5 separate regions of the Sus scrofa genome follow, and regions 1, 3, 4 and 5 are each linked to region 2. A link is a contact called in public Hi-C and HiChIP or PLAC-seq data. All regions are on one chromosome and are shown on one strand. Each heading gives the region's core, a stretch centred on a gene start, on an enhancer-like site or on the middle of the called end of the contact. The rest is flanking DNA. Distances are from core to core; before and after follow the strand shown. Region 1 has its middle 250 kb from the start of ARHGAP12. Region 2 overlaps LOC110255684 (a long non-coding RNA gene). Region 3 overlaps ZEB1 (zinc finger E-box-binding homeobox 1). Region 4 overlaps LOC102164518 (a long non-coding RNA gene). Region 5 has its middle 200 kb from the start of ARHGAP12.

Region 1 (4,959 bases), core at 2,056-4,555, 810 kb after region 2:
TCTCTGAATTCCAAGCAATTCCAGCAAAATCCCAGATGACTTTTTGTTTTTAAAAACTTACAGGCTGATTTGAATATTTATATGGACATGAAAATGATCTAGAGTAGCCATAACAATTTTGAGAAAGAACAAGTGGAGGAATTATCTGATTTAGTGACTTACTATAAAGTCTAATAAATAAGATAGTGTAGTACTGGCAAGAGATAGGCATATATATCAATGAAATGAATAGTGATTCCCAAAATAGATCATATATATGTGGATAATTAATTTAAAAAAAAGTACCAAAATAATTTAATGGGAAAAGATAGTCTTTTCAACAAATTATGCTGGAATAATTGGATATCCATATGCAAGACAATGAAACTCAACCCTTACCTTGTACAAAAATTAACTTCAAATAGATCACAGACCTAAAGGTAGACCCCAAACTATAAAGCTTCTACAAGAAAACATATGGCAAAGTGTTTATGACTTTGAGTTAAGCCAAGACTTTTTTAGGTAGATGACCATAAGAAGAACCATTAAAGAAATACTTTAAAAGCTGGACTTCAACAAAATTTTAAAAGACAGTGCATTTCAAAAGACAGTGTTTAAAAAATTAAAAAGAAAGCCACAGACTGGGGAGAACATTTATAAAACATATATTTGCTCCAGACTTAAATCCAGAATATGTAAAGAACACTTATAACTCAATAAGAAAAAGATAAGCCAATAAACATGGGAAACAACTTGAACAGACCCTTTACAAAAGAAAATATGTAAATGGAAAATAAACAAATGAGAATATGCCCAACAACATTTAGTTGCTAGGGAATAGCAAATTAAAAGCACAAGGAGATTCTACCAAATACATGCCCACTAGGATGGCTGAAAGTGAAAGCACCAAGCACACTATGGTAAGCAGACTAGGGTCCTCCAAAGATGTCATTCTAATCACTGGAACATGAGAATCAATGCATCTTGTTGTTATAGTTCCCAAGTAAGTCTATATTATTGTCCTATTTCTCATCCTTCCTTTCACCTATTTCCTTCTTAGACTCATTTTTTGATAATTCTTTTATTGAAGGTCTGTGAGTGGCAAATTCTCTACATTATTTTTAACTAAAACAGGTCTTCATATTTTCTCTCAACTTTTAATTTTGGAGTATAGCTGATTTACAATGTCGTCTTAGTTTCAGGTATACAGCAAAATGGTTCCGTTATACACATACATATATCTATTCTTTTCAAATTATTTTCCCATATAGGTTATTACAGAGTATTGAGTAGAGTTCCCTATGCTATACAGTAGGTCCTTGTTGGTTATCTATTTTACATACAGTAGTATGAACTTGTTAACTCTAAACTCCTAATTTACCCCTCCCTCCTCCACATTTCACCTTTGGTAACCGTGAATTTGGTTTCAAAGTCTGAGTCTGTTTCTGCTTTGTAAGTAAGTTCTTTTCTATCATTTTTTAAAATTAGATTCTACATATAAGTGATATATTAAATTGGTCTTTCTCTGACTTATTTGACTTAGTATGATAATTTCTAGGTCCATCCATGTTGCTACAAATGGCAATATTTCATTCTTTTTATGGCTGAGTAATATTCCACTGTACACATGTACCACATCTTTATCCTTTCTTCTACCAAGTCTTAGCTATTGCACAGGGCGCCGCTATGAATGCTGGGGTGCATGTATCTTTCACCTTCACTTTTGATTAATATTATAACTCTAAGAAGATTATCATTATATCATCTTTTGATAGCTGTTGTTAGTACTGAGGAATCTGCCATCATTCATCGTTACTTTGTATGTGATCTTTTATCCCTTTGCTTTGCAGATTCTCTTTTATTTGTGTTTAATGGCTGCATTAGGAAGTTATCTAGGTGTGGATCATTTTTGTAATTATCCCACTTGGGATTCCCTGGAATTCTCCCATTGAGGATTCATATCTTTAATTAGTGAACCTTAAATAGTTCCTCTAATTCTTTCTCCTTGTTATCTCCTTCTGGAAATCTTACTAGATTTGCTTTGGACCTTTTCATTATCTTAAACTCCCTTTCACATTTTCCATCTTGTTTCTCTGCTGTGTTTTAGGTAATACCCTCTAATCTTCAGTTCAATAACCCTCCCCTCCAGTGGGCTATTGCAATGTCTAATCCATCCGTTGAATTTTTCATTCAACGAATACACTTCTCATTTCTGGAAGGTCTCTCTTGTTATTTTGCAAATATTCCTTTTTTTAATGGTTGCACCCATGGCATATGAAAGTTCCCAGGCCAGGGATTGAATTCGACTCTGAGCTGAGACCCAAGCCACAGCTGAAGCAATGCCAAATCCTTTCTCTTGCCTGGCCAGCTGGGCATTGAACCTAAGCCTCCACAGTGACCGAGCCGCTGAAGTTGGAGTCTTAGTCCACTGCACCACAGCAGGAACTCCTCTCCCTTCTTTCTTTATAGCAGCCTAAACTTTATGCCAGAACTTGATGCCTTCTAGTATGTTTTTAAGCATTTTTAGCATACTTCTTTTCCCTTGCTGATTGTGTCTTTATTATCTCAAGTTCTTGGGACTGGAATCTTGCTGTTTGTTGTGTCTGCTGACTTCTTGCTCACAGTGAATTATTTCATTGTATGTTTCCTAATTTTTTAAACTCATGAGCTCATCTTTAATGAGGCTTATTTTCTGAGAAGGCACAGTGGGACCAGTGTTGGAGTGTCGCTGCTGGATGATGATTTAGCAGCACAGGCATTCCAGGAGTGTCCACTTTGGGACAGACTGTTATGTTCATTTCTCTGCAAGGAGTTCCCTGAGTCTTGCAGAGATATTCGCATGTTGTCTGCATGGAGTAAAGACATGTTTTGGATGCCAAACCCACAAGCAAACCCAGGGCTTAATTCTCTCTAGAAAGACCATTTCCCTCACCTCAGGCTAAGCAGCTTTCTTATCTCCTCCCTGTGCTAAGAGACAGATGTCCTCTGATCGCCCTTTCCACTGAGAGCTCAGCTTTTCAAACGTCCTGACTCACTGCTCAGGATTCCAAGACTTGGTCTCCCGTCCTCAAACGGGTGTGAACCCCAAACCCCTAAGTTTGCTGGCACCGAAACCAAACTCCCGGGTCAGCGCATGGGCCCACGTCGCACTGAGTTTCAGTCTCGTCCTCGTTTCAGAAGCTCATGATCTCGACCATGCAATTTTTCAAGGGCTACGCGTAGCCAGAATTCCTGTGTGTTTGTGACAAGAGGGATTTCAAGTCTCTCAGTCCATCATCTTCCTGGAACTGAGAATTCTCCTCCACTGAGTCACGTGGCCATCTCCGGAGAAACATAATTTCGGAGTAATTCTGGGACTGTTTACACAGCTCCAAAACACATGAGTTAAGTTGAAAGCATTCGGCCAATCATCCAGATGTTTGTGTCCACAATGCCAAATATCCAGATGTGGGCCCAATTCATCTGCTATTTCCAAACATAATAAACTCACATTATGAAAGCGCATTGCTATTTCACAAACTCAGGGATCCCGTGGGTATAATCCTGTCCCTCACTGGCCGAGACTAATTATATTAGCGCACATAACTTTCATTCAATCGTGTAGACGTTCTAATGCTGTAATTTGTTTCCTTGTTGTTCTTGTTATTCTTAGCTGTTGTTTTTTTTCATGAGACAGTCTTGAGGTCAATAACTATTTGTTAAAACCCTTGGCTGAGAATGAAAAGAATAAAAAACCACTCTGCCCCTGGAGGCTACTAAAATCTAATTATATTTATTTATTCACCTCTCCATTCAATACTTTTTTATGCTCAGACACCGTGTTCCTGGGGAAACAGTGATAAACAAGACAGACTCCCAGCCTTTGTGAGGTGGACCATTTAGTGGGACACAAACAATCACATAAGTAACATAATAAGAACAGTCACAAACGTTATGTAGAAAAGGAGACTTGTTAGTGGTGGCCCTTCTGCGATTCTCATATCTTATGATATCACGTACATGTGGAATCTAAACTATGACACCAATCTAAACTATGAACCTGTCTACAAAACAGAAGACTCACAGACATAGACATGACTTGGGGTTGCCAAGGGGGAAGGGGGAGGAAGTGGGATGGACTAGGAGTCTGGGGTTCATAGATGCAAACTATGACACTTAGAATGGATAAGCAAGGAGGTCCTGCTGTACATGATTGAAGACAGTATGAAAGAAGACTTTCCATGTATGATCAGATCACTTTGCTGTAGAACAAAAACTGACACAACACTAAATCAACTATACGTTGATTTAAAAAAATAAATATTTAAGGAAAGAAAAGTAAAAGTGCAGTGGCAGTATCATACCTAGTCTCGATTTAGTTTAAGGATCCAAGGGATGGCCTCCCTTAAAAGGGGACTGAGTTGTGACCTGAGGGGTACAGACAAAGAGCTAGGAAAGAAAGTTCCAGACTAAGGAATCAGGGGAAGGTCTGTGGGAGGGCCTGCGGCCAAAGGATGTCAAGAGTTGAAAGAACACAGAGTGTCAGTGTGGGAGTTCCCATTGCAGCTCAGCAGGTTAAGAACCTGACTAGTATCCATGAGGATGTGGGTTTGATCCCTGGCTGCCCTCAGTGGGTTAAGGACCCAGTGTTGCCACAAGCTGCAGTGTAGGTCACAGCTGGGGCTCCAATTCGACCCCTAACCCCCCAGGAACTTCCATATGCCACAGGTGCAGCCATTAAAAGACAGAGAGGGAGTTCTCACTGTGGCTCAGCAGTTAGTGAACCCGACTAGCATCCATGAGGATGGGGGTTCGATTCCTGGCCTTGCTCAGTGGGTTAAGGTTCTGGCATTGCCATGAGCTGTGGCGTAGGTTGCAGACGCAGCTCGGATCTTGAGTTGCTGTGGCTCTGGCGTAGGCCAGTGGTTACAGTTCCGATTGGACCCTTAGCCTGGCAACCTCCATGCCATGGGTGCTGCCCTAAAAAAGACAAAAAAAAAA
Region 2 (5,385 bases), core at 550-3,049:
GCGGAGACCAATAAAGGCCATACCTCAGAGACAGAGCCAAGAAGAGGGGTGTTGGGTGGGAGACTGGAGGGAGCGAGAGAGAGCAAGAAGAGGCATCTCAAAATGTTCCCTGCCGGAAATGAACTGGTCCCCCAAGCAGAGCTCTTGCCGGGGCCTGAAGAAGCTGAACGCAGCATCCTGCTGACGCCAGTGGTTCTCCAATTAGGTAATAAGCAACAGGAGGCAAATGCTGTTTCCTGGGAGGAAAACAGTGTAGGGCTTCAGACAGAGACCTGGGCCTCCTGCTGCTGCCGCTGCAGAGGAGAAACAGGGTTTCTTTCATTCAGCTCATGGGCCAGCAAGAGACTTGGTCTGCACAGCCCCGATCCAGGGCCTGCCGGTAACAGCTGGTGGGCCAGCCTCCTTGCAGTTCAGAGGGGAGCTTTGCCCACTGACCCTCGGAAGTGGAGAGGGTCCCAGGTGGAATTGTTACGGCACAAATGACCCGCCTGATGGAGTGATTGGGTAGCCAGGTGGCTTCTGGGTGTCCTCGCAAATATTTGGTTTCAAGGAACGGGGTCCCGTTACACAGCTCAATAGCTGGAGGCTCCAAGGGCTGCAGCAGTAAGCCTTGTCCCCTTCTTGTCCCCCAGCCGTCAGCAGACAGCCCATAAAAAATGCGGGGCTCGTGTTCACACAGGGGGCTGTTGGTTTTATGGGCTGGGGGAAGGGAGGCTGCCCTGGAGTCTCAATTAAACGGGTCTCAGCTGCCAGGGACACAGCAATCATGGAGGGACACCTGGGTCCAGGGGGGCCTACAGGGACTTGATGTTCCGTGGGGGTGCCCTACTCACCCATGAAATGTGCACATTGTCCCTCTCCTGCCTCCCAGAGCCACCAGCTCCCCACCTCCTAGTCCCACCACACAGACGGCCCCTGCCCTTGAAACATGGCCGGCAGTGCTGGGTTCTGCCCTCCTGGACCTCGGGCTGGGCCTCCTCTTTGCTTTCCTCCCTCGGTAGAAGCACACATACCCTTGGGAAAAGGTTACTGGTTCACTCTCAAACAGGTGCCTGAATTATATCTCTTCAAGGGCATTTTCCATTCAGTTGAGGGCCCAGCCTTCAATCCCAGGAATAGGTCTCTTACCATGGAATGCCCTAGTGGATGGCATGAAAGGGGAGCCTCCTGTCCCCTATACTCTAAGCTCTTTTAGGGGAAAGGAGGACTTCAACCCGAGGTGGGGGCTCCTCTGTGAGCCTGACTCTATTCTGGGCCCCCTTGATCTCTAAAGGCAGCTTGTTTAGCATCTTGGAGAAGGATACGAGGAAAGGCTTGGAGGATGCTGGGCACCAGGTGGCGCTATTGCCCAGGACCGTCTAGTTGCCCTCAGAGGGGCGGTGGCGGCGGGGGAGGGGGCCTGGAGCAGCTGGAACTGCACTGGTTAAGAGGGGGTGCAGCCGTGGTGCGGGGGCGCTTCTAGTCGCGAGTTCCTAACTCAGCGGTAACTGGAGGGCGGAGCTTAAAGAATGAGTCGCAAATTCTTCCCCAATCCCTGTCATAAAGCCCTGTGACTCTGATTCCCGGGGTGGGGTGATGGGCTGGGGCCGGACCAAGGACAGACTTCTATTGTGGTCCTTGGGGGTGGGGCAGGACACTGCTCTTTTCAGGTTCAAGCAGAGGGGTCCCAGGAGGTTAACTGGGCACTGTACGTGCGCTCTTTCCAGGAGCGTAAACCCAGCTCCAGAGGCGCCCGGTCCGCGGCTCCCAGGGCGGATCCGAGCGGGTCGCGCGGCGCATCCCCGGGGCGGAGCTGCCCGCGCAGCTGCGCTCCCACCCCCGCCCCCTGGTCTGGAAAAAGCAAAAGCATCTCTAGGTGCTGTGCTTTCTTCACGTAGTGATTACCACGTGTCAGAGAGAAACTGCTGCTTTCTGTATAACCACAGACCACTTCGGAGAACAGGACTGGGGATCAAAAAGGAAAACTACTTCAAAACAAAATGCTGCAGGCTGCCTTTTTCCTCCTCCCTTTCTCTCTCATTTTTTTTTTTTTCCGGGGCGGGGGTGGGGGTGGGAGGAAGGATTAAAAAAACAAACAAAAAAGTAAGTCCGCATCTTCTCGCAACTGCAGCTGATTTCCTGTGTAAACGAAAACCATGTGATATTCCATAAATGCTTCCAGCTTTAAATGACAGGAAATGAAAACCATCACGGAAAAGGACAACTTCGGAATAAATCCCCAGTGCAGATATCATTACGGCGACATATCAGGGGGACGGTCGTCGGGCCGCCTGCACATCCCCGCAGGTCATTAGAGGGGCTGCTAAAGGGGGCCGGGCGCCGGGGGCAGCTCCCCCCGAAGTGTTCCTTCTGCGGGAGAAATGGGGCGGCGGCGATCACACCCCGGCGCAGCGCCCGGCAACTGGGCTTTCAATTAGGGACCGAGCTGGGAAAAGCAGTCTTTTCTTTCCGCACGCCTCGCCGGGGTCAGGTCACGACCCCTCCACCGTGTTCAATCGGCAGTGCCATCCATATGCATGAAGGCTAATTAACTCTGAAAGGCCCGGCTGGCGGGGCCCTCCCTGCCGCGCAGGGGTGGGGTGGGATGGCGCCCCCCCGAACACTCACGCCCACCCCGTCCTCTCCCGGGAGGCCCAACCTCTGCAGCTGCTCCCGCGCTGGCCGAGTGCACACGTGTGCGCACGGAGCGCGCTACTCCGCCGCGCGGGGCTGGCTGGGCCAGGGAATTAGACGCGTCATTTGTCGCCAGCCTAGCAACACGTGCTGATTTATCCTGATGGCTCCCGCCTGGCCCCAGCGCCCACCGCGGGCCCAAAGTAGGAAAGGGATGCTTTTCAGGTTCAGGGACCAGGACTCTAGCCCCAACCCTCGCTGCCTGTGGGAGGGAGCCTGGGTGAGTCACGCCAGCTCTCTGGGTTCCCTGCCTTTGCTCAGCTCTCACGTGAGGTTGTTGGGCTGGAAAATCAGTCGAGTACCAAAGATAAATCCCGAGAGATCTATGCAGCTGCCACATTTTCCCCAGCTCAGAGTATTTTTCGGTTTCCCAGTTCATGACAAGCCAGGAGGTGCCTCGGTTTCCACGGGGTGGAATCTGGGGTGACCTTTTCTATTTCTTTCTGTATCAGTTGCAACTCTTTGGCTTCAGAGTTTTCAAAAAGACCTTGAACTAGCAAACTAGAGAAAATTTATTTTACTGAGTGTTTGCTTGTGGACCCACAACCTAGGATGCGCCAAGCTCAGTTCCCACTTTCTCCTTCACTCACCTTCTCTTTATTTTTGCTGCTTTGATTTTGTTAGCCCACTGGCTTCCTCTAGGCCTGTTTCACAGTCCACCTGGCACAGGAGACGGACGGTCCCATTCAACAGATGGGCTCAGAGCAGCCGGAGTGAGCTGCAGGGCCTCGTTTCAGACACAAAGTCTCAGATTGGCCCAGCTTGGGTCACGTGCCAGATCCTGGTCCAATCAACTTCAAGGAGTCAGTCCCATGATACAAACATGGCTGCCACAAGCCCACCCCTGTGGATACGGGAGAATGAAGGGGTGGGGGGGACCAGATGTGCAAAAGGTTGTCTTCTGTGCTAAATCAAAGCATGATTTCGACCAGATCACCTTATAATAAAGAAGAGGAGGGGCAGGAGTCCTTATACAGATTTCAGGGGTACCAGGAAAAACATGCCTGCCTTTCTTCAGCATCAAGCAGAAGTTAGGCGAGAAGTCACAGGCCCCACTAAGATTGTAGAGGAGAAGAAGCTGACTTTCTTAGAGGGACTTATGTGGCCTGGGCCTGAGGAAGGGTGGGGACTGCCAGGAGGAGAGGTGACACAGTGCCTCCTGGTCTGATCAGACCTCCTCTCAGATCAGACCACCTGAGGGCAGATCAGGTTGGGAAGTGAAACACTCAGAGCCCTTGGTCATAAAAAATAAAACCTACCTTGACTAGTTCAGCAGAAAATGGATTCATTATGTGTATTAGTCAGGACCGGCTAACCTTATCACAGCACCCAAATCAAAGTGGCTTAATACAATAAGAGGCTTATTTGGAGACACAGTCCTATCAGGGGAGATTCAAGGGCTCAAGCTGCTTTTTTCTAGTGGCTCCACCATTGTCTAGGGACCTTGTGTCTTCCATGGGATGGATTTTCTACTTCCTTCTGGGAGGTAAGAGCACAGAGAATGGCTCTGGGGGTTTTAGGGACCAGGCATGGAAGTGCATCACTTCTGTCCATGTTCCATTAGTCAGAAGGCAGCAGTCATGTGGCCACACACAAAAGCAAGGAAGGCTGGGAAAGGCAGTCCAGCTCTGTGGGTACCCAAGGATGGAGAGAAAATGGGTCTGGTGAGCTTCTAGGCTTTCCCTTCCTCCGACAGGTGGGAGGAAGAGCTGGAACTGAACTTCCAAGAGCATTCCCAAAGCCCAGCCTCAGACTCCAGGAATAGAGAGCGGTGGCCTCTGCACGAGGCACCCAGTGCCCCATACCTGCTTGGTCGCACATGCCACCTCTGCTTGCACTAATGAAACTTCCTGTCCCATTGACCTTGCAATGTCTGGGAAACAGCTGCCACCACTGACAGCCGGATGTCTCTGCCATGGACGAAAACACTTTTAAGGAAGTGGGGAGGTACTAGCAGACCGCTCCCCTCCTCTTCCCTCTTCCTTCCTCCAACGCCCCCCCCCCCCTTAGGTTATTTACTTCCAAATTCAGGTCTTGCTTGGGAGTATTTGAAGGGTCAAGACTTTCTCCTTCCTTCAGGGAAGGCTGGGAATTCAAGTTCTGACTTTTATTCCGAGAAGGCAGGACTTGTTGTGAGCTTTTCCTGTAAGAAGGAGATAGAGAGTCACAAGTCAAACAGATTTCCACCACTGGGGGAGGGGGGTGGGGGGGAGCGGGGAGGGGACCCTTCTGGCACTTGCAGCTCTGGCTGGACTTAGATGACATGGCGCTGGGACAGAATTAGGCATTATTTTCAAGCAGTTCCAAAATCAGAAAGGCCAAGAGGCAGAGACATTGGCTCGTGGGGTTGGGAGGAATATTAGAAGCTATCTGTCCTTTAACTTAATGCTGAATCCCTCTCCCCAAATTGCTCTGTGACCACTCAGCCCCACTGAAACAGTCATAGTGATGGGTGACTCAGTACTGCCCTCCAGGGCAGCCGTTTGGATTGCTTTTTCGTTTCTGGAAGGTTGTGTTTGTTTGCTTCTTTTACAGCCACACCTGCAGTATATGGGAGTTCCCAGGCTAGGGGTCAAGTCAGAGCTGCAGCTGAGAACTAAGCCACAGCCACAGCAAAACCGGATCTGAGCTGTATCTGCAACCTACACCACAGCTTATGGCAACTCCAGATCCTTATCCCACTGATTGAGACCAGGGATCAAACCCACATCA
Region 3 (4,843 bases), core at 1,325-3,824, 600 kb after region 2:
TTAGGGGAGGCCTAAGCCGCCTTTTAAAGGTTTTGTTTAGTTTAGTCAGGCCCACTCAGGATAATCTCTTGATGAACACAAAGTCAACTGATGAGAGACCTTTGTTATATCTGCAAAACCCGTTCACATTTGTCATGTAACTTAGTACTGTAACAGGACTGACATCTCATTTTGTTCACAGCTCCCGTCTATACTGCAGAGAGAGGATCATACAAGGGCTTGAATCATTGGGAGTCAGTCAAAGGTTTCTGCCTGCCTCGCTTGCCTCTGAGAATTTCTCCCATCTCTTGGCTCCCACAAGGCATCCTCCTCTTAGTCTTTTCATTCCTTTGGTGGTTCCTCCTCCTTTCTCCTCCTCCATTCCATAAATGTTCAGGTTCTCCAGAACATCCTGTTAACCATCTAGCCTGTTTCCTGACCCTGTATCTGTTGTTTTCTACTGGATGAGAACCATTTTTCCTTCTTCTAAAAGCAAAACTAAGAGCAGGTTCTTTTTTCCCAATCACTTGTTGAAGAGCACAGACTCATAAATAAAACAAAAGCAATCTATTATACTACTTCCTGCCATTGTTGGATCTATTTGGGAAGAAGAGAAATATTCCTACCTTAGCATGATTGGTTCCAGCTCCAGCCACACAGGGTAGGGTAAGCTGTGCATGGGTGGTGGTGAGAACCCTGAGGATGGTTGAGAAAAGCTTGCCAGCCCAGGGATTAGCAGTGGTGTCAGCAGGTTCTAGAAGATGTAGGTAGCCACGCAACATGGAGGGGTACTCTCCTGGTATGTCCAGGTGCCTTCAGATATGATACATTCGTGGCTGTTATTGGCAGGGGCCAGACATGAGTGGCTTAGGGCAACCATGTGTTAATATTAACCCACCAACAATTTAAAATTAGACTGCTGGAAACAAATACATTATTACAATTTAAATGTGACATTTGTACCTGAATTCAGCCTTCTGCCCTCAAGCAAAATTGAGTATCTATCCTTCCTCTAGCTTAAGGCCTTTAGTCTCTCTAGTCTCCCTCATTTAGGAATAGCTGGGTAGAGTTTGCCTGGAAGAAGTTCTTTTTCCTCTTTGTGTAATGGCCTTCATTTCTGTTTTTATCTGTTTGGTTTTTACGTTAAGAACCAGCTTAGGGGAACAAGCTTAGATGTCATCTTCTTGCTAAAGCATTTTCAGTTCTAGAAACATGCCATCAGTGTCCATCCTTGAGAAACTTAATCCTTCTTTTCTCTCTTTGTTCTTGGGTTGTAGATACTTATGTCAGTTACACCCACAATGATGTATTATAATAACTTATTTAATATGTTTGTCTATCCTACTAGTGAGATCCCTGATGATAGAAATTGGTTTCTTCATTTACTTAACTATAGTGTCTGACCTATAACAGGTGCTCAATTAATATTTTAAATCAGTGAATGAATCAATCATTGCCCCAACCCAAGTCAAAGAATTTCCACCCAGTATTGGTGACTTCAGGTGACCATGTCTGATTCCCTCAGATACAAACACTGACCCTTTAGACCTATTTCTCACTTTGTTTTGTGGTCTTACTAACCATCCTTTCTGTAGCTGGTTTGGTTATTCTGGCCTATAGTTCTCTGCTTTTTTTTTTTTCCCTTCCCCTCATACCCACCCCCAGCCCACTGACCAGCATGTCTTAATGCCGTAAGAACCAGTCTTCCAAATACATGTTATGGCTGGGACAAAGTCCTTCTATCTGGAAGCCCTGTAAGTCACTCCAGAAAGTATAGAAAAACCAGAGTGTTTGGCATAGGGTGAAGCATTGCCAAGGGGCTGTATTATAATTCTTCACATTTGAGTGAACTTCCAAAGGTAAGAAATAGAAGAATAGGAACTATCATGTCAGCATCCTTAGGTTTGGGGTATAGACCAAAGAAGATCTTTGGAAATCCCCACGTTTTGGAATGTACACTATATTCCTAAGGTTACAAATGCAGAATAATTTTAAGGTTGTATAGTATTTTTACTACTAAGGAAACTAGTTTTATATTCATACTTGACAGAACACTGAAAGTATCTTTAGATTATCATCTCTGCTGAAGATCCTTATATATTTAATTGTTGAAAACAGCATTAAAGAGGGTGCGGTAGTAGCATCATTAGAAATACAGCCTTGGAAAAAAATAACTTCTATATCAGAAACAGTCTTTTTAATGTGAGAATTAATTCTGTAAAATATTGATGACTGTATCTCAGGAGTATAGAATTAAGATAATTTTATATGGATGACAATGCTGAATTAATTTCAGAAAGCTCCATGTAGCTCTTCTTCTGGAGTGCTGACAGAAGGCAGCCTCATGATTTTCTCTGTGGTCAACCATTTTCTCTTGGTACTTACCTTGTCAGAAGCTGTCTGTCTGACTACAATTAACTAAAAGTTTCTGTTCAAAAAAGAATCTATTTTGGATGGAAAACAAAGTCCAGGAGGTGAATAACTTTTTATTATGCAAGAAATAATGTTTTTTAAGCTAACGGTTCTAAAACCAGACAAAGGAAATGAATGATTCAGTAAAAATAGAGACATGCATGTGGTTTTTTAAGATTGTAAAACATGCTAATATGCATGCTTTTCTAACTTCTTTCCTGTTTTCAAATTATTCTGGTAAGAAGAGTTTATGCAGTAGGTTTATACTCCAAAAGAGTTGTGTTACTGTATAATATAAATGCATAAGGATCAATGCTCAGGAACTAAGTAGTTGCAAACCTCTAAATTATCTCTTCCCCAAATGTAATTTTTATCAATGAGCAGGCACACTGTAGGAAGACATGGAAATGGGAAAAATTTGGTTATGTAGCAAGTTTGTTCACACAGAAAACTTCAGGATTTTTAGTCTGAAAACTTCATGGGAAATCTTAAAATAGTCAAATAAAGGCAAATCTGATTGTAATTATTTGAAATCACATGTTCTTCAGGCCCAGTCTTTTGATTCTGTTGGTCTTAAGTTCTTAAATGAGGGGTTTTGGTAGTGGACTACTCCCATTTCAGCAGGTACTGTGATCATAGAAAACTCTTCTGGAATAATGGGGGTACTTTAGATTTTTCTTTGAGATTCTATAATGATCAGTCATTATAAAGAACACTTGGTACAAAGCTAAATTGTTACTTTTTTCTTGTTTCCATTCTTTGTTTTATTTGAGCCAGTTGGTTTCAGCCTAACCTTTTAGATCCTTGCCTTCTAAGTGGTACTTTGTCACCTTGTTCTCAGTCTTAATTTTTTTCTGAAAACTATTCTGTCCCTCTGATAAAACATTTTATACCTTCTTCTCTAACACGTTTACATAAATTCACATTGAAAAAATACAGTTAGGTTATCACCTGTGTGGAGTGATTAATAGCCAATGGCATCATCGGTAACCCTATACATTTTCCTTGTAGACTAGTCTTAATCATGAATTTGCATAGCGTTGTTTTGGGTTGATCAGCAAATTGATTTTTATATTTTACTTTTATTATACCAAGAACAATGCCTGAATTCTCAGTAATGAAATTTGTTGGGGAGGGTTTTTTTTTTTGTTGTTGTTTTTTTTAAGCTTCTGGGTTGCAGTGGTGCTACAATTTAGTTACTCCACTGAATCCACACAGATGCACACTTGACATAGTAATAAAAGGTGTGGTTAGCTTTCTTTGTGTTGAGTATTTGAGCAATACACAATTATGTTGTGTGTTAGGATTTCAGTTCCGTATGTACAAGAATATTTACTACCTTCTTTGTTTCGTTTCAGAATGACCTTATTTTAAAATGTATGAGGCTATTTATAATCAACTCTGTGGCAGTGATTAAAGAGGTGTGAATAATAGGTTATTGGAACTTGACAGCTCCTGGTTTGCTAAACTCGTGTTAGAATGGTTATGCTGCTCACATGGACTTTATTTTTCAAAGGTGGGAATTTCTTTTTTGACATGTGGGTTATTGCTATAATATATTCCATAGGTTTTTCTCTTTCAGTGGTTTACCAAATCATAATATTTTATTGATTTATTTTATGTCTTAAAACTTCTTCAGCCTATGAATCAACATTTTATGTTTAATAACAACAACCTTAGTGTAGGTTATCAATCACACAGTCAGTATAGACAGAGGATTGTTCCTTAAGCACAACATTTGGCCATCTAGCTGAATCTTTCCTGTGCAATAAACACAATCAAGATTTCATTTTTTTAATTGGAGGGAAAAAAACCATTTCTTACAGAAAATCAAAATATTTGGTAGGTTGATTTTTAGCAATTACTACTTTGGGAGAAATGTCAGTACAGCTGAAGAAATTTGAGGTGGCGCAGTATATCCAAAAAACAAGAGTTGTGTACTTGGTGTCTCAGTAAACCTTTATTAATTCTAAATTCAGGGGAGTTCCCGTCTTGGCTCAGCAGCTAAGAAACCTGACTAGCATCCATGAGGACGCAGGTTTGATCCCTGGCCTTGCTCAGTGGGTTAAGGATCTGGTGTTGCCATGAGCTGTGGTGTAGGTCACAGCCGCGGCTTGGATCCTGCATTGCTCTGGCTGTGCCATAGGCCGACGGCTACCAGCTCCAGTTGGACCCTTAGCCTGGGAACCTTCATATGCCACAGGTGCAGCCCTTAAAAAAAAAAAAATCTAAATACAAAGACCAGAAAACATGAATTTGAATTAACCAGAATTAGCCTAGACAGTATTTTTATTTCAGAATAAAAGGAAATGTAGTAAAGTATTTTAAAAATATGAGTAATTTTTGAGTAAGCCAGTAATCAACCTGGTGATTTCCCCCACTGTAATCAGATTCAGAGCACTTTGTCATCTGGTAACATCAGAAATACATTCAAGACTTAGCACTAAGATGT
Region 4 (5,087 bases), core at 43-2,542, 740 kb after region 2:
TGTAGGAGCTGATGCCCTGCCGACAGGATTGGGGGTCAATTCTCAGGCGTGTTCTACGTGATCTCCCAGAGGGCCTCCAGGGGGACTGACTGGGCCCCACTGCCCACAGCAGTAACCTATCCATTCCTGGACCTTGTCCTGCTGAACTTGCAGCGTGCTTCTTGGATCGCCTCTGGGAAAAACTATTCACAGCTCTTGTTTCCGATATTGCTTTGGGAGGAATACAAACTACATAATGAATTTTTCCGTGTTATTCCTAAGACCGATGGGGGAGAAAATGAAGTCCACTGGCTCTCAAAAGCTGCCCACAGACCTAGGATTTATAAACCAGCATCAAAATTTAAAACATCCATACATTCTGACCCAGTAATTCTACTTCAAGAAGTTGACCTTAAGAAAACTAACAGGCTAGGTGCAAAAAATGTAGGTAGAAGGATGTCTGTCGCCATGTAGAAGAGTAAAAAATTGTAAAGAAATTTAAATTTCCAGCAACACCAAATTGGCTAATAAATTATAGTAATCCTATGTTGCCCTTAGAAATAATAATACAGAGTTTTCTCTATCTTTCCAGGTCTGTGGTGAGTTAAGTGAAAATGCAGGCGACAAACATCATATGCACCATAATTTTTGTAACTAGTACACCCCTAGGTGTGGGCATAATTTGGAAGAATGATAACAAAATGTTAACAGTGGTCCGTTATTTTGGGGTGGAAAGATGGGGAGGGTGTAGATCAGATTGTGTTCAGTTCCTTCTTTTCATCTTTTTGAATTAAAAAAAGAAATTACACTTTTTTAAAAGGTTAGTACAACCTTTACAACTTCTTTAAAAATTGTAAAAAGAAGTCAGGGGCCTCAGCCACGTAGAACTGAATTCCACAGCCAACACGCCTGTCCTCCCAACAGGAGCTACTGGTCTCACCAGCTAGGGCGCTGGAACAGACCCACAGAAGGGAACCGTCCCACCCAGCCCGGGCCAACACTGGGCAGCGGCTGTTCTAAGCGAGTCAGCAGATCTGGCTGCTAACTGGCAGCCAGGGGAGAGCCCCGCGCATCACGTGTCCTGCCTGTGTGGCCCCGTCTGACTCAGAAGAAAAGCGCGCGGCCCTGCATCCAGGTTTGGGGGTCGCATGTCGAGCTCGGTCGCGCGCCCTCTCCCTGCAGATCCCCCCCATACCCGCCCGCCTGGACCCCCAGCTGGCACTCAGTAGGTCACTTTCCCATGTGCTGCACGTTCAAGAGTTCGCTATTCCCACGGGAAGAGCTCGTTGCCATGGCGATGAGAGCCTTCCCACCCCGGGACCCGCCCAGGAGGCCGAATCCTTCCCCGCCCGGCCTCCTGACCAGCCCCGCCAGGTGGAGAGGGTTGCAGGCTCCAGATTCTTAAGGGCTGGGGTCAGTAATGAAGGACCCAGGTCAGAGGGAAGGGAAGGGAGGTTTTTATTACAAGCCTTCTGGCCACTCTGCCCTTTGCTCCCCGCACCAGAGGCAAATGTCCTATCTGATTCTGGGGCATTTGGGTGGAGACGTCGGCCGCTTTCCCTCTCAGCGTCTTCCAAGAACGCCAGGGCATCTGTTAAAGTTTCTGGAATGCAGCACACTGGAATGAAGCTTTAACCCAGCAGCCCCGAACTAAAAGTCCGTGAGGGGTCGGGGTAGGAGGAGGGGGTATCGACCTGTTCGCGCCCCCACCCCCCCCCACCCCGCCTCGGGTGGGTAGCAGGGAGGAGGGGCTTCCTGTGTCGCACTGTAGCACTGTGTGGGCCAGGGCGATCAAGGGCGGAGTCGGTGGAAAAGGAGGGGGATGTTTGGGGGCGGGATGGGGCGGGGGGGGGGGGGGGGGGAATGTCTGAAGCTCGGCCACACCCAGCGGGAGGCGGTGCTCGAGACCTAGACCGAGGGAGGTGGGGAAGAGGGAGGGAGGTCACTGGCGCCTGCTCACTGGGGCCCCGCCCCACCACCCTGGCCACGCCCACTCCCCCAATTTCCCGGGGCTCCCCGGGTGCAGGAGGAGGAACCAAGTCTCCCGTTACTCACCACAGGTGGCTGCACAGGGGAAAGCTCCAAGCATATCACTGACTGGCTTGGAAAGTCTTTCATCTCTGCAACAGCAGCAGCAGCAACAGCTCTTGGATTAACTGTGTCTCCTGACTTTTGCGCCTCCAGCCATCACCACGCTGCAGATCCCTGGATGCCTGCTGGCTCCTATCGAGGGGTACCCCCTTTCCCTCGCCTTCTTCCCTCCTCCTGCTGCCTCCCCCGTGCCTTAAGCCTGGGGGACGAGGGATCACAATGAACCTTAGATTTTCCCAAGAGTTTTTTTTCTCCAGGCTCTCTGTGTACCCTCTCCCCGCACCCCACATCTTGTATTTTCCTTCACCTACCCTCTCCCTCACTTTAGGTCTATATATACCCACAGGCCTCTCCCCTCCCCTTCCATCACCAGGCCAGTGAGTCAGCTCACCCAAGAGGCAAGTGCCAGCGCAGTGGGACAGCTGCCCACTGGGCCCAGAAGAGAAAGGTTTCAGGGGCAGCAGGCCTCGTGCAAATAGTGCTTTTGACAACTCCAGGCATCGAGTTTCACGAGTAAGCCAAATGTAGAAAGGATTAGCTGTTTCGCCCAATAAGCCCACATCTGTAGTTACATTCTAACAGGGATAAAATTACCCTGGTTATTAATCCTTCTGCTTTAGGGAATAAGCTGATCACCAGGCAGGGTCAGGAACAAAACCCTGCCTCCGCTCCTGCCAGCCTCCCCTCACCCCCATCCTTACCTGCTCCACCTCTTACGGTGTATGGTTTCCCATTTCAGTCTGGACACCAAGTTCAAGGCCACCACCTGAGGTGCCTCTGAGATGGGACAGCTGCCGTCTGTGGTAGGGGGGACATCCATTCAGTCACATAAGTATGCATGCAGAATCTACTGGGAGCAAGACGTCATGGGTCTCCACTGCGGCAGAACCAAAGATGATTCTTGCACCGCCCCTGTCTTTTTCAAGCCCAGAAAAAGCTGAAGTGGTTGGTCAGAAACTGTATGTGGTTTCTGGGACTTCCTGCCCTGAGGCGCCCCAGGTGTATCCGATGGCCTCGGGGACTGCAGTTGGGGTGTGGGCAGTATTTCCTAGCCTGCTGCCAGGGAGCAATGGAGCCATTTCCTCGAGCATCCATGGGTGTGACCTCTCCCTCCAGGACCAGCAGGAGAGGCGAGCTGTGTTTCCTTCTCTGGTCTGTTCTATTTATTTATTTATTTAGTCTTTTTACCTTTTCTAGGGCTGCTTCCCGCGGTATATGGAGGTTCCCAGGCTAGGGGTCTAATTGGAGCTGAAGCCACTGGCTTACGCCAGAGCCACAGCAACACGGGATCCGAGTCGCATCTGCAACCTACACCACAGGTCACAGCAGCACCGGATCCTTAACCCACTGAGCAAGGCCAGGGATTGAACCCAAAACCTCATGGTTCCTAGTTGGATTTGTTAAACAACCCTGGTCAGTTCTCTTTAGATCTCATATCTGCAGGCACTAGACACTTCCAGATTTTCCCTGGGTGGGACTGACAGGAGAGAAGTAGGTTGAGAGCCAGGGTGATCAACAGGCCTGAAACTGCAACACACAAAAAAGTGACATCCCTAAGGGGCCATGTTCCCCAGTCACTTCAGCCCTTGACCAAGTACCTGCTGACTGACCAAGTGACCCAGCACTCAAACTGGGACCTCTGAATAATGAAGAGGTGTCATCCATGAAAAGACAGGTGCTGGGCATTGCTGATGATTAGAGAAATGCAAATCAAAACTATAATCAGATACCACCTCACACTGATCAAAATGGCCATAATTAAAATAAAAAGTCTACAGGGGTTCTCTTGTGGCACAGTAAGTTAAGGATCCGGAGTTGTCACTGCAGTGGCTTGGGTTGCTGCTGTGGCACAGGTTTCGTCCCTGGCTTGGGAATTTCCACATGCTGAAGGTACAGACAAAAAAAAAAGAAAAAGTCTCTACAAATAGCAAGTGCTGGAGAGGGTGTGGAGACAAGGGATCCCACCTACACTGTTGGAAAGAATGTAAATTGGTGCAGCTACTATGAAGAACAGCATGGAAGTTCCTCAAAAAAAAAAAAGGGGAGTTCCCGTCGTGGTTCAGCAGAAATGAATCCGCTCATGGACTAGCTTCCATGAGGATGCAGGTTCAATACCTGGCCTTGCTCGGTGGGTTAAGGATCCAGGCTTGCAGTGAGCTGTGGTATAGATTGCAGATGTGGCTCAGATCTGGTGTTGCTGTGGCTGTGGCGTAGGCCAGTGGCTACAGCTCCAATTTGACCCCTAGCCTGGGAGCGTCCATATGCCACGAGTACAACCCTAAAAAGACAAAAAACAAAAACAGAAACAAAAAAACTAAAAATGGAGTTGACGTAAGATCCACCAATCCCACTCCTGGGTATATATCCTGACAAAACCGTAACTTGAAAAGATACATGCACCCCAATGTTCATAGCAGCACTATTCACAATAGCCAAAACATGGAAACAACCTAAATATCCACCAATAGATGAATGGATGATAAATATATGGTACATATACACGGTGGAATACTACTGAGCCATAAAAAAGAATGAAATAATGCCATTTGCATCAACATGGACGGATTTAGAGATTATCACATTAAGTGAAGTCAAAGAAAAGCAAATGTCATATGATACCACTTATATGTGAAATCTAATAAAAATGATACAAAAGAGCTTATTTATAAAACAGATACAAATGCAGATTTCAAAATTAAATTTATGATTACCAAAGGGGAAACTGGGGGGGGGAGGGGTAAATTGGGGGATGGGATTTCCATATACACACTACTATGTGGAGAATAGATAACTGACAAGGACCTGCTGTACCGCACAGAGAAATCTACTCAATATTCTGTAATAACCCATGGGGAAAAAAAAGAATGGAGACTATATATGTTTAACTGATTCGCTTTGCTGTACACCTGAAACCAGCACAACATTGTAAGTTAACTACATGCCAATAAATTTTTTTAAATAGTATATATACATATATATACATAGCTGAATCACTTTGCTGTGTAATAAAATGAACA
Region 5 (5,013 bases), core at 2,260-4,759, 850 kb after region 2:
GACCTTAACTTCCGGTCCTGGTTCCTCACCTTCCGGTCCTGGTTCCTCTGTACCCTCCCTTTACCTCTCTCTGCCATCACACAGGGATGGCATCCCTCCACTCCTCTCCTCGCCTCCCCCTCCAACCCTGGGATGCCCCTACGGTAGAGCAGGTGGTCCTCTTCATCTGGATATGGCTGCCCATCCATTTGAGGAGAAGGATGGAGATCCCACTTGGGGCCAGTGGTCCTTCTTTCCTTCTTCAAAGACTTCTCATGGGTCCTCTTCTCTTGTAAAGCCTGCTATCCTTCAGTGGGACCAGAAAAAGGATTCCCTCTCACTCATGACTGTTGGCTCCAGGCTCCCACTGCTTTGGGCCATTCTGCTTTGTCCAAACTACCATCTTCTTTCCTTTCTTCTTCCTGTAAGAATCCTGCACCCAGTGCTCCATGGAGCCAGACCCCAACCTGGAGAGACTCCAACCCAGAGAGAGACTGGACCTGAGTGGGGGAAGGGTGAGCAAGTAGACAGAAAAAGTGAGGCCAAGATGACAGAAAAGTGCCAGCAAAGAAAGGACAATTAGGGGACAGAAAAGAAGATAGAGGAGAAAGGAGCTCACATGTCTTTCTTTTTTTTTTTATGGCTGAACCCATGCCTTTGGAAGTTGCCAGGCTAGGGGTTCAATCAGAGCTATAGTTGCTAGTCTATGCCACAGCCACAGCAACGCAGGATCCAAGCTGCATCTGTGACCTACACCACAATTTACAGCAACACCGGACCCTTAACCCACTGAGAGAGGCCAGGGATCGAATCCGCATCCTTGTGGATGCTAGTTGGGTTCTTAACCTGCTGAGTCACAATGGGAACTCCACATTTATTCCATTTTTGACAGGGCCCTAAAAGGGTGCTGGGGCCTCCACGTATCCATTCCTTCATCAAATATTTCTGGAGCATTTCCTCCGTGTCAAGCCTGTGGTAAGCACTGCTCACAGGGCAGAGCAAAGCCCAAACAATTCCTGTCCTTGGGAGTCCCGCCTCGTGCATTGGCTGCCTTGGTTCTCGGTGCCCTGAGGGAGCTGGGGGTGGAGGTGGAGGAGGTTGGTGAGTCACCCCGGGTCCTGTGGCCCAGGAGCTGGCAAGGGGGCATTTGGGTGAGAGTTTCCCTGCTTTCTGTCCACGTCCATGCCCCTGAGAAAAGGAGGGCCTTGGGCTCTGAGAGGGTCTTGGTCGAAAGTGCTCGACCTTCTCATGCTACTGGAACCAAGAAAGTTCCTGGTCTCTCCCCGAAGAGAAAAGGGAGCCCCCTCCCCTTAAATGAGGAGCCAGAGTCAGGGCAGGGCCATGGAGCTGGCCTTGGGGTCTGAGCATGGGTGAGCACATCAGGGTGATGCATGTCCCTCATCCCATGTCCCCAACCTGGTCCCACTCCTATGCTCCCCAACCCACCTGGTCCCCACCAGCCCCCTGAGTCCAGATTTCCAAAACCAAGCCCAGAGGTAGGAGGGACCTGTGGCCATGGCTGTGAGGTCTGTGCCACTTCTCTGAGCCATGTGCCCCCCTGGGCAGGCTCTGTGCCCACCCCTCATCCCCCCGCCACCACCAGCATCTGTCTCCTCCATTGTCTCTGCTTCCTTCCTGGCCAGCACTCCTTACTGCTAAGAACACTCCTTGTCTCGGGCACCCAGTCCATCCATCCCCTAGGGTTACAAGGTTGCCTGACTCTGCCGAATCTCGAATCAAGGACATTGAACTTGCCTCCTCTCACTGGCCCTGCTGCTCCCCATGTTCAGCACCCAGGGGGCCTGATGGTCATTGACTCCTGCCTTCCCTGCCACCCTCAGCTGCTCAAGCTCCATCCGGGCCTCCAAACGTGTCTCTATGTGTCCCTCCCTCAGTGTAAGGGCCATCTTGCCTCTAGTCCCATGGCCACCCCCTCATCAGCACCCCCTCAGCCCTTCCCCACACAGTATGTAGCATGTGCTTTGGAAATATCTGATTATTTCACTCTAATCACCTCTTACATATTTTGAGATTTGACAAAGTTTTCTAGGCTTTTCTTGGCCAACAGGGTTTCCCCAAACTGGTTTCAGCCTACCCTCAAAGCCTTGGTGGTCACCCGTGTGCACACGTGCATGCTGCCCGCACGTGCGCATGCGCGGAGGGCGCCCATCTGGTTTCTTCACATGTGCGATTATTTACAGAGTGTATCTGCGCTTGGGAGACGACACTTTCCCCATTTCTTAAACTCATCCTATACAGGTTTTCTGTCCTTTTCCCTTTGTGGACAGCGCCTCCAGGGCAGAGTGAAGACCCTCATAAGTTCTCTATGTTCCTGCCTAAAGGGGGGGGGGGGGGGGCGGCGGAGATGACACCTTCTTTGAGTGGGGGTGGGGATCACCCATCTCTGGCATCCGCGTTCAGTCCAGCGGTCCAGTGTGCCTGCCGCAGGATGGCGAGGTCGGATACCCCATGCTGTGTTCTGAACACACTGGAAGCTGCCTTGTCACCCCCAGAGCCACCAAGTTGTGCCCATAAGCCCCAACAGCAGCTGCGCAGCATCCCCCGGGAAAGCAGGAGCTGCTTTGCCTCCTTACTTTGCCTCTTAAACTCCCCACTCAACTCTTTGCTGGCCGAACATGCCTTCCACGTGGTCAGCGAAACAGAGAAAAAGCCCAGAGTTAGGCTCCCACCTGGCATCCTGGAGACTGCAGGCCACTGTCAGAGGCCACACTCGTCCCTCAGGGATGGGGTGGGGAGGGGAGGCTCACTCCCAGGGGGTGACTGGACTTCCCTGGGGTGGGGGACAAACACCCAGGGCCCAGGGACGTCTGCCCTCTCCCTCCTGCCTTCTCAAAAGCGACCCTGCCCTTAAATAATCAGGACTTCTGTTTCTTGGGGGGAGTCTCGCTTGGCTTAGAAGGTGGTTGTTTTTTCTCTTCCACTTTAATGAACCAAGTATTTGGGAAATTAGCTCACAGAGTCATGCCAGCGCCACCAAATTAGAGCCATCTGTACAGATAAAACACTTAGGAGCTTTTGTGCCACTGCGGGCGAGATGTATGGCTCATTCAGTCTCCGAGGGCGCACTTTCGCCCTGAGTTTCTTTTTTTTCCCCCCCTAACACAGAAGAAGCTTCAGTCAGCAGCGTAGGAAACAGGAAGGAAGCCGTTGTTTTAAATAGCAGACGGCAGAGAATTGACTCATTATGGTCTGTTCATTCAGCCAGTGACAGCCAGAAGGCAGCCCGCTCCGCCCCCACATTCCCAAGACGCAGGTCAGGGGGCACGGTCGGGATTTTCTCACAGAGTCTGGAAGAATCCCGGGCAAGCCCTTTGGAAAAGAACTGGCGAAGTCCAAGGTTTCTGTCTTGCCAGGGATAGAACATGTCCAACCTGAACGTCTTGAAGATAATGAGACAAACACAAGAACGCCAGTAAAATCCTACAAGAATACCCGGAAGTTAGACATCCTGTGTTTCCCTTCCTCATCCTGATTTACTCCACCGTGTAGGGCCCACACGCTTTCAAGCCTCCTTTCTCATCTTGGCAACCGTCTATTTTCACTTCTCTGGGCTGGAGAGTCCTTGGCTCAGGGCCGTGAGGCAGCACGAGGGGGTGGCCTCTGCAGGGACAGGGGCCCCTCTGAAAGACAGGAAGAGTCCCCCCCCACCCCAGCCACCGATCCACCCTGGCCCAGGGCTGCTGCTGGGCTCAGGAGCCCACACGTTAATCTGTCTCAAATCCACCATTGTGACAGCCAAGCACACAAATTCGTCCACCCAGAGCCTTCGTGACCTCTGGATTTCATTCTTTTTTAAGTGTCTTGTGTTGTTTTTGATGTTCAGATTGGAATCCAGGTGTCTGATGGCACCTGAAGGAGATGAGAACATTAGGCCCTGGGCTACCCCAGCTCACACCTCCCTCCAGTGTTGGTGTTTCCTTAGTCCCAGGAGAACCAGGGTCACCACCTAATCTCCAACAGATGAGCCTGGGGGCCTTGACCCTGCCCTGCCTAAATTCTCCATCCAAGCCTCCCCAGCTGGGAAGGCCCACAGTCCCATGGCTCATCGGCCCTGAGCATCATGCCCCCCAACCCAGGCAACATCTGTCATGGCTCAGAGAGCCAGGTGGGCTCCTGTTTACACCTGAAACCGATGCTGATTCCTGTCAACAACAGGAGTGATCAAAACATTACTCCAAGAGTGATGGTTGTGGCTCAGCAGTAACGAACCCAACTAGCATCCATGACGATGCAGGTTTGATCCCTGGCCTCGCTCAGTGGGTTAAGGATCTGATGTTGCTGTGAGCTGTGGTGTACGTCACAGATGCAGCGCAGATTTCACGTTGCTGTGACTGTGGCACAGGCTTCAGCTGCAGCTCCGATTCACCCCCTAGCCTGGGAATTTCCATATGCCACAGGTACAGCCCTAAGAAGCAAAAAAAAAAAAAAAAAAAAAAAAAAAAGCGTTACTCCAAATGTTAGAACCCTGGAAACTCATGGCCGCAGGGTACACAGCATCTTCAAGTGGAAATGTTTCCCTGCTTTGGCCTCTTTCTAGAACATGCCCCACAGTTCAGGTTCCCAGTATATTCAGGAGGTGAGCTGAAATCCTGGAGACTGAGGATGGGGAAAGCCTTCTCCATGTTCATTTTCTTCAAAGCCATTTCACAAGCCTACAGGTGTCAGTATAAGCCAAAGAATGGATCTTGTCACAGATGAAAAGTTAGAGTGATCCTATCATTTATTGAATAAATCTGGACACTGATGAGAGTGACAAGGAAAACTATTAGGAATTGTGCCCAAACCCCAAGGATAAAGGGTTCCAGGCAAACTGGGTCGTACAGTCACACTATAAACTGTGACCATACTGTTCAAATTGGTGCTGGCTCCAAGGCTGGACAGCCATTTGGTTTCTTTGGGAGTTTTTTGATTGGTTTTGGTTTTTATTTTCTTTTTCAGCCCTACCTGTGGCATATGGAAGTTCCCAGGCCAGGGATCAAATCCAAGCCAGAGCTGCAACCTACGCTGCAGCTG

What was found. A called contact is a pair of places that touch in the nucleus more often than the background predicts. HiChIP or PLAC-seq counts read pairs in DNA pulled down with a chosen protein or histone mark.
Region 1: a contact with region 2 is called in an H3K27ac HiChIP or PLAC-seq map of skeletal muscle, with 15 times the contacts expected there. The contact joins two enhancer-like sites. A contact is called at or near these places in 2 of 47 Hi-C or Micro-C datasets (embryonic fibroblasts and heart right ventricle) and 1 of 2 datasets of contacts at active chromatin or transcription factors (skeletal muscle).
Region 3: a contact with region 2 is called in a Hi-C map of embryonic fibroblasts, with 1.7 times the contacts expected there. The contact joins two enhancer-like sites. A contact is called at or near these places in 2 of 47 Hi-C or Micro-C datasets (embryonic fibroblasts and heart right ventricle) and 1 of 2 datasets of contacts at active chromatin or transcription factors (skeletal muscle).
Region 4: an H3K27ac HiChIP or PLAC-seq map of skeletal muscle shows a contact between it and region 2, with 7 times the contacts expected there. The contact joins two enhancer-like sites. A contact is called at or near these places in 3 of 47 Hi-C or Micro-C datasets (embryonic fibroblasts, fetal heart ventricle and skeletal muscle) and 1 of 2 datasets of contacts at active chromatin or transcription factors (skeletal muscle).
Region 5: an H3K27ac HiChIP or PLAC-seq map of skeletal muscle shows a contact between it and region 2. The contact joins two enhancer-like sites. A contact is called at or near these places in 5 of 47 Hi-C or Micro-C datasets (brain, embryonic fibroblasts, fetal heart ventricle and 2 more) and 2 of 2 datasets of contacts at active chromatin or transcription factors (alveolar macrophages and skeletal muscle).

The regions. Positions count from the first base shown.
Region 1 is chr10:42,324,381-42,329,339 of Sscrofa11.1, forward strand. No RefSeq gene overlaps it. Among named protein-coding and RNA genes, the nearest start is that of ARHGAP12, 250 kb to the right of the region's middle. Within about 2 kb of position 3,306, at least 24 of the 83 cell types and tissues checked have an H3K27ac peak or open chromatin away from gene starts, as enhancers often do. A contact at or near this core is called in skeletal muscle, where this site is marked.
Region 2 is chr10:41,519,797-41,525,181 of Sscrofa11.1, forward strand. LOC110255684 (a long non-coding RNA gene) reads right to left here. Exons shown (of 3, transcript XR_002336333.1): 2 at 3,264-4,816. Among named protein-coding and RNA genes, the nearest start is that of SVIL, 350 kb to the left of the region's middle. Within about 2 kb of position 1,800, at least 59 of the 83 cell types and tissues checked have an H3K27ac peak or open chromatin away from gene starts, as enhancers often do. A contact at or near this core is called in alveolar macrophages, brain, embryonic fibroblasts and 2 more, where this site is marked.
Region 3 is chr10:42,118,352-42,123,194 of Sscrofa11.1, forward strand. All of the region lies in intron 1 of ZEB1 (zinc finger E-box-binding homeobox 1), which reads left to right. Among named protein-coding and RNA genes, the nearest start is that of ZNF438, 110 kb to the left of the region's middle. Within about 2 kb of position 2,575, at least 2 of the 83 cell types and tissues checked have an H3K27ac peak or open chromatin away from gene starts, as enhancers often do. A contact at or near this core is called in embryonic fibroblasts, where this site is marked.
Region 4 is chr10:42,259,184-42,264,270 of Sscrofa11.1, forward strand. It overlaps LOC102164518 (a long non-coding RNA gene), which reads right to left. Exons shown (of 6, transcript XR_305912.3): 4 at 2,772-2,868; 5 at 2,035-2,269. Among named protein-coding and RNA genes, the nearest start is that of ZNF438, 250 kb to the left of the region's middle. Within about 2 kb of position 1,293, at least 69 of the 83 cell types and tissues checked have an H3K27ac peak or open chromatin away from gene starts, as enhancers often do. A contact at or near this core is called in embryonic fibroblasts and skeletal muscle, where this site is marked.
Region 5 is chr10:42,370,327-42,375,339 of Sscrofa11.1, forward strand. No RefSeq gene overlaps it. Among named protein-coding and RNA genes, the nearest start is that of ARHGAP12, 200 kb to the right of the region's middle. Within about 2 kb of position 3,510, at least 51 of the 83 cell types and tissues checked have an H3K27ac peak or open chromatin away from gene starts, as enhancers often do. A contact at or near this core is called in alveolar macrophages, brain, liver and 1 more, where this site is marked.